2 separate regions of the Zea mays genome follow, and region 2 is linked to region 1. A link is a contact called in public Hi-C data. All regions are on one chromosome and are shown on one strand. The core of a region is the stretch at or near the end of the contact, and the rest is flanking DNA. Distances in the headings are between cores, read along the strand shown. Region 1 holds the start of LOC100283898. Region 2 holds the start of LOC100279895.

Region 1 (4,103 bases), core at 642-3,141:
GAAGGAGGAGCTTCTCTTATCCGAACCAGAATAAAGACTTGTGTCTCCTTGCATCACACATCTAGATCTAGGCACACAGTACTAATTCACTAGTTGGTTGGATCCTCGGATCGAAACGCTAACATCTCTATTGTTAATATTATATTTTACAACAGTAGACACATTGCACATGCATGAAAAATCAAGCCGGCCTGCTGCTGCTTCCTGATACAAATACCACCCGAGCGAGCTGAGCGAGCAACAGCACCCACTGTTTCAGTATATCCTAGCGCTGGTGCGCTGCCCATGGTTTTCGGCTATACGAGCAGAGAGAACTGCGCCGATCGACCGCGTTGAAAGAATGCCAGTATATAGGGGTAGGTGAATTGTTTCAGGCGAATTGAACTGCCCATGGTTTAATTCAAGCGAATTGAAGGCCCGGCGCAGGCCTTTTCAGAGAGGTAGCTCGGCTCGCACACCATCCGCCTAGCTAGCTCTCTCGGCCTCTCCATGCCTGCAGCGCCCAGTTCGCTGATGAGAGACAGGAGGAGCAGGGAGCATCAGGCACATGCGTGCATGGTCTCCTGGTCCAATGGCTACAGCCGTACAGGCTACCGAGGAAGGACGGGCCTACAGTACAATTATTATAGAGCAAGGCAGGTACAATGGCTCGGTTCGGCGCTGGATCCGGCGCCACGGCGGGCCGGCCGGCGATGGAGCCATTGGCGCCTTTGGTTGGCTGGGAGCTGGGACCACGGCGTCCGCACCAGCCATTTGATGCGCTATAAACCAACTGTGCCACGGTACTGCAACGGGTGTGGGAGGAAGGATCCATGGGGTTGGGCTGTGTGTTGCGGGAGACGATGGTGATTGGCTACCAACCATGTCGCGAACTTAACCCAAAGAAGAATGTTTCCCTTCTGATTGTTGCGTCTCTCTGAGATCTTCTTTGACGACGGGAGTGAACCAGGTTTTATAGAAGCTAAAATTAAAGAGTCATCACATATATAACCACTAATCTACTGTGAAATAAACCATCTTACAAAGCAGACCGCGGGACAGAAACAAGCGAACAAAGAAACAGAAGACAAGACGCCAGAGAGGCCTGAACCTGAAGCAACAACCAGAATCAACTACCAATAACTAGCCTACAGAACATCTTCAACATCCATGTCTTCGGCCCTTCTCCAAAACCCTTGAAGCCGCCATTTCATCGTCTTCAACTTATCATCCAAAAATCTGACATCCCACTCTCTCTCTCTCAAAAAAGTGCCATCTCTGTAAAAAAAGTGAAGATTTTATGAAAGTTTTCATTAGAACTCTTCGAAAATGTGATGCTCTATCCCTATTTTGTTTCGTACATTCCACAAACCACATAAAATAGCAGTAGCTAAAATGGAAAGTTCTATATGATAATCTCTACTCCCCATAGCAATCCTGGACTTCATCTAGATCTATCGGAACCCTATCCCGTCCTAAATAGAAAATCATTCACCATTCTCATAAAAGTACCCTTCAACAATGTCCCAACATTCTTGTCTAGACTTAGATTTTCGTCAAGCAAAACATAGGTCTTTTGAACAATCCTATCTTTTTAGCTTTATGATTAGCCTCAAAGTAGCAGCTCTCAAATGTTCCTTTAGTATCAATTCATTTAAGATTTTCTATTCTATTTGCCTCCAAACAATATCACAATCCCTCACTGAGATTCTCTCGCGCCATCTTGTGGAGTGTGCCATATAGGATCCCATCTCGGCCCATCAAGTGCTGGGCCTGGCAAGCGTCTTGCGCCAGGCGCCCAGACAGGTGGTTCGGGTGCAAAGCCCAGCCAGACGCAACAAATTAGAATGGCCCATCCATGGCACCAGCGGGCGCTACGCCATTTGCAGTGAGAGCGGAACTGAAAAGGCCATTTGTAGTGAAAAGCAAGGAGAAGGAAAAACGCGAAAGCTTTCCCCCTGCTCACCACCTGCTGGCTGCTGCTACAGTGCTACTGCCATTACGCCACCACACGAGCTTGCGCGGCGACTCGGCGGCGGTGGACGAAGCGGGACGCCATGGACTCCCGCCAGGGCCAGCAGCCCAACTACAAGGTTCGCATCGCTTCCTCTTGGGCCTCGGTTCACCGTACCGTTAGGTCGTCTGTTCGCGGCGGGTCGGAGTGCGGGTCGCGGCCAGGAGTGGGAGGACCGAGGTCCGAGGACGTCGACACCTCTCGAGGATGCGAGGGGAGCGCGTGCGGGGTGGTGTTCGCGGCCGAATTGGGGTCCCGGTTTTCATGCCCGATCGATCGCTTCTACCATGACGAGGGTTTTGGGTTTAGTTTAGCCTTGTAGGGCGGTATCCATGTTTATCCCGGTTTTCGAGACGGTTTTGGTCGCGGCGTGATACTTTCTGTAACAGAGTACTAGTGGTGAAGCAGGTTTTGTGCGTCAATGCTCTTGACGTCGTTTGCATATTGAGCCTTTTTTGTGAGGATTTTGCTCTTAGGTCTGTTTGTTTTACTTCTAAATTATATAAGTTAGATTATAGTAGAAGAGTAGGAAGATAAAATATCACTTTGGTACAACAAATAAGCTAGCAGCTTATTTGTGATACCAAAATGATATTTTAACATATTACTCTTCTATTATAATCCAACTTATATAATCTAGAGGGGTCTTAATCTGGCTGCCAGGTTTTGGGAGTTTTTTTGTCCAGGACTAAACACAAAGTCAAGGCTTTGATATAAAAAACAGGGTTTTATTTAGATATTCTTTTTTGAACAAGAGCCGTGGAAATTTAGATTACCAGAAAACAAATAGATGATTATGTGAGTCTTGAGTTAAAGGGCTCATAAGCTGGACTACAGTTACATGGTGGTCGGGAGCTTCATCTGAACACCAGGTCGTCTGACGCTGCAACTGGTTCCTCAAAGTAACTGCAGTCGGTGCTGTACAATGTGCACTTGCTCCTGTGCACTAGCATCAACCTTTACAAGTTCTTGGAAGTTATTTAGCACTAAGATTTCATCAGCATTCTTAGCATTAATTGCTATAGTATCAAAAAGGGATAGTGGTACGAGTTGGTTGGATACTAACTATTGCTATACGTTGTGAAGGAAAGTAGGTAATACCAAAAGGGATTAAGGTTTATGTGTGGTGTTTACTGGATCAGTTTTTATTATTTTCTTGTGCTTTGTACAACTACCTGCATTCTTGCTTTGATGTTCTTTTACTGCAAAGTTCGACACATTATATTTTTTATGAAAGATTGAAGATTACTTATTATTTTTTTTTGGTTCCGCTGTCCTCTCTGCAGATTTATATTAGGATGATGAAAACAGTTCTGCTTGACGTGAAGTCCACTGATACCATAGATCAGATTAAGTCTAAGATTGGTGCTTTAGAGGGGATTGACAATAGCCAGCAAGAGCTCTTTTTTGCTGGAAGTCATTTGGAGAAGGACAACAGACTTGCTGATTACAACATCATGACAAACTCTTGTGTCGACCTTTATGTAACTGATGGGATGCAGATCTCTGTCAGTATCCCCTCTGTTTGGAAGACCATCAAGCTCAATGTGATGAAATCCCAGAGTGTTGCTGATGTCAAGGCGATGATCGAACAGATGGGGGGAATTCCTCTGGATGAACAAATCCTGATGCATGGATGCCAAAAGCTTGAGGACAACAAGTTGTTGAGTCAGTGTGGCTTGAGCAATGGCCACACCCTGCATGTTTTGGTCCGCCCCACCGACAGGCTGCATATCTCCGTGGATGTTGATGGTGAAGAAACTCTGAATCTGGATGTCAAAAGCTGGTATACTGTTGCTGATGTCAAGTTGATGATCGACACCTTGGAGGGTTTACCTGCAAGAACACAGATACTCATGCACACTCAACCTGGTGGCGCTAACACAGTACTCAAAGACATTGAAACACTGCAGAATCAAGGCATCAAGAACAACGACATTGTCGCTCTGTATCATAAAGTCAACTTCTTCGTCAAGACATATGAGGGGAGGAATCTAGTGTTATCAATGAGGACTTGTGACACTGCAGAGGAAATCATGAAGGTGATTGAAGAAAAGCTTAAGGTCAACACAGGTGTTTACTACCTGCACTACAGGGGGCGTGTTCTGGC
Region 2 (3,847 bases), core at 84-2,583, 300 kb before region 1:
TCCATGACCGGCGAACTTTCACAAAGACCAGGTATGATGTGCCAATTCTTGAACTCTCCCCTGAAACCTCTCGAAATGCTTCCGCTCCTGTAAAAACCGATACTGCTGATATGAAGGCAAAGTTCTCCAGAATGCATCGATATATGAAGTTCAGATAAGCAATGGCATTAGCACACACCCCATCCCACCAAGTGGCACACCCTGGGAAGCTGACGGTTTACAGCGCTCTTTTGTGAACGGATCGATCGGTGCTTTCTGCAAGCACAACAACAGATCACACCCTGTCAGCACAGTTTTTGGATCCATTTGTGTTCTGAAGAAAATCATGCATAGGAGGATAGCTGATGTCACCCGTCCATGTGACGCCTCCTCCCGAACATACGACCATAGTCTCAGGCCAAGGCTCATCTGCAATTGCGGGAGCAGAACTTAGCAGGCAGCACCAACAAGGCAACAGCTTTGAACTAGAAGAGGAATAGAAAAAGCACATGTCCTAAAACACCCAACACAGAGGACCGGATCCCCGAGGCGTCCATACCATCCTCATTGCCTCCATGAAAGTGACACTGAACTCCTTGAGGATGTTCGCGTGGCTGTTGAGCCGCCTCCGCCACGCCTGCTCCGGCGGCGCCCCGCCATCGAAATCCAACTGCAGCGAAGGAAGCTCCAAAACGTCAGACCACCCCGCAAGCAACAGTCAACACGAAACGAGAAACGGAACGGATTCGCCGACGCAGGAGCCAAAAAGTGGGCTCACCAGCTGCAGCGCGGTCCGGCCGACGTACTCCTCCGCCGGCCACGAGTTCTTCCGGCAGTGGAAGATGTGGCCGCTCACCATCGCGCCCGCTCGACTCGAAGTGCTAGTTGCCGCTTCTCACCCTCCCCCGCGCCCGCGGTCACTGCCGCAGCCCCACCGACACGATCCTGCCCGCGCCGCGCGCCGCCGATCCGGGGTGCGCGCCCCCTGGGCTCCCGCCAAACCAGAAGATTCGCGGGCCGGACGCCCTCATGCGCATCCCCCGCGGCGACCGGGATCCCCAGCGGTAGCCCTCCGCATCGCCGCGCCGCCCCCGCAGATCGATTCGGCGCCCTCTGGATCGGCTGGTCACGCCGCGGCCGGCTGGATTGGATTGGACCGAATCCAACCGGTGAGTATGTATGGCTCTCCCTGCCCCTCCTCTTCTACCTTTTCTCCTCGCGGGCTGTCTGTCGCCGCGCTGGTGTGGTGCGCTATGGAGTCGTTCTCGAGGAGCGAGAAGGTGAGAGGAAGTCGACGGCGCACGCACTGGTGCCCGGAGGGTGGAGGGCTGGGCCTTCTGGAAGAGAAGAAGAAAGTGGTTACAGCGCCTACCGGCCACGCGCGTATGAATGGATACTACTAGTAGTACTCTACCAGCCCCGTTGGGTGGCGGTGCCGATTCGTGAGTTGGGGCGGCGGGCGGTTTACTAGCGTCTTCTCTGACGGCAGTTCGTGGTCTTTGCGTTGAGTTCAGGTGTCCACATACGTAACGGGAACCGAGGAAAACCTGCCGGTGATTTTGGGGGACGCCGGCCTGGCTCGTAGACTACGCTAGAATCGGTGCTGAATGCTACTACACGGTACGGAATAGCGAATCGGAATCCTTTTTTATGCTTTTAGCGAGGACTGCAACAATTTTGTGCGGTGCGGATCGGTTTTGCTTTTAGAGACCGAATTGAGTGTTTGGTTTGGCTTTTTCTTTGGTTTTTGTCCTTTAAAAACCAAAAATAAACTAAAGGACTGCAACCAGAAATTAACATTTTTAAGGATTCATTTCCACAAACGAAAATGAACTGTTTTTTTTAGAAAATAAATTTTTTTTTGAAAAATAGGGTTCCCAATCTAGCCCTAAAACACGACTTTTTCGTAGGACAAACATGAAAGCACCTCTAGACCTACTTTTAGTAGCTTTTGAATAAACTGAGAAAATATAAATGTAAGAACTTTTAGCGGCTTTAGAGATTCCACCAAATAATTTTTAACTTTTTAATAGATCACACCCCATATAAGCTTTTTTTATAGCTCACAGGCAACAACAACTTTTTTCACAGTCACAACCCAACCAAACAGACCCTTGGAGTGTGTTTGGTTTGGCTTTTGTTCCATAAAAGCCAAAAGCTAAACTAAAGGAATGGATCCAATAAACAACTTTTTCCTAAAATCCGACTTTCTCGTATTGTAAAACTGAAAGCAACTCTGGACCTGCTTCTAGCGGCTTTTGATGGTACCAAACGATTTTAGGATTTTTAATAGCTCACATCACACAACAGTTTTTTCACAGTTTACAGCCTACATCAGTTTTTTCCACAGCCACAACATCAACCAAACAGACCTACCGGTTCGAGGTGCGTAATCACGTTGTTAATTAATCTACTAATGTATAATGTGGAGATACTACTGATGAAAATTTGTGTTGAAAATATATTTCTGGAACATAGCTCTCTGAATGGCACAATCAAAATTAACATACTGTTTATGGAGAATTTTTCGATAATGAATTGAGATAGATCACGAGATCAAAAACTAAAGGTATGACATAGGAGACATGAAAATTAAGATAGATTCGGGCCTCTTGATTTAAGATGATATTATGTGTCCGCTTTATGGTGGTGTTTTTGTATTTTCTAATAAAAACTCATCTGATATGATCTCATGGGATCTACTTGAGGGCTCCCTGCTCCTGCTTCTAAGAAGGGGGCGATTAATACCTAGTCCATAATGGTATCAAATCGGTTACCTAATTGTACATGAATCCAATTATATGATTACAAGTGTATCTTTGACTTATCATTTATCTGTTAGGATCTTTGTATTATCCGATAGAACCTTTGTCTTATCTGTTAGGATCTTGATCATATCTTCTATTCGGATAAGACCTTTGTCGTGTTTGTGCTTCTGTAATCCTATTGGTGGTAGACCTCCTTCTGATCATGATGGACGAGTCTATGGGCTCTCAGCCAAGCTCATGGCCAATCTTACATATCCTTCTCGTTGAGATTGATCCAGGTACCCCTAGTATATATATTCTTGACAATAGTCTTCGATTTTTATTTGGTTGAATCATTAACTCATGTTGATGAGACTCTTCTATTGAATCTTCTTGAACGTCTTGAATTGTTTGTGACTGACTTGTTTTGTCTTCTAGTCGAGTCCTTAACTCTGTCATCCAACCCTCGAATCTATAGACTTGGTACATTGTTCAGGACTTGGTCACTTTACCAAACTTGCGCTTCAGAGTTTGCAACTCTATGTCGCACCTGCTTTTTAGCTGTTTTATAAAAGAAAATATGCCTTTTAGCGGCTTTATAGAAAGAAATAAGCTTTTTAGCCTCTTTATAAAAAGGAAATATTTTGCAGTGCTTTAGCTTTCGATAGCCATTAATCTAAAGAATTTTTTGGCCAACGTTCTATGCCTCGGTATAAATGGATGGAAGATCTTATATCAAGCACATTGATGTCATCTTCTCCAAAATGAAGAGAACCTAGAAACTGAAAACTCTAGGCCTTATAGTAGTTTATGTGGCTAGAAATGTGGACTCAACACTGAGTTCTCCTTCATGAGGGAATAACTTATGCACGGGAATATGACGAGGAAATTGATTCTTCCCGGTTGTAAGAAACGGCTGACGCCTAAGAGGGGGGTGAATTAGGACTTCTAAAACTTTCGCTAAACTAGGTCACAAATAAATCCCTAGAGCAAAACTTATGCAAATAGTCAAACTAGAATGTGCAAACTAGGTTTTGTCTAAGTGTTGCTATCTCTACCGTAATGGCTAAGTTTCAATCTACACTAAATAAGTATGTATACAAGATTGAAACTTAAATGCT

What was found. Hi-C and Micro-C count contacts between places; a contact is called where the count stands out from the background.
Region 2: a contact with region 1 is called in a Hi-C map of leaf, with 5 times the contacts expected there. The contact joins the promoter of LOC100279895 here to the promoter of LOC100283898 in region 1. A contact is called at or near these places in 3 of 25 Hi-C or Micro-C datasets (ear, leaf and tassel).

The regions. Positions count from the first base shown.
Region 1 is chr1:238,040,526-238,044,628 of Zm-B73-REFERENCE-NAM-5.0, reverse strand. LOC100283898 reads left to right here and starts at 1,891. Exons shown (of 2, transcript NM_001156796.2): 1 at 1,891-2,072; 2 at 3,280-4,103. The coding sequence starts at 2,037.
Region 2 is chr1:238,343,841-238,347,687 of Zm-B73-REFERENCE-NAM-5.0, reverse strand. It overlaps LOC100279895, which reads right to left and starts at 1,333. Exons shown (of 18, transcript NM_001361000.2): 1 at 758-1,333; 2 at 539-649; 3 at 352-408; 4 at 179-255; 5 at 1-87. The coding sequence starts at 838.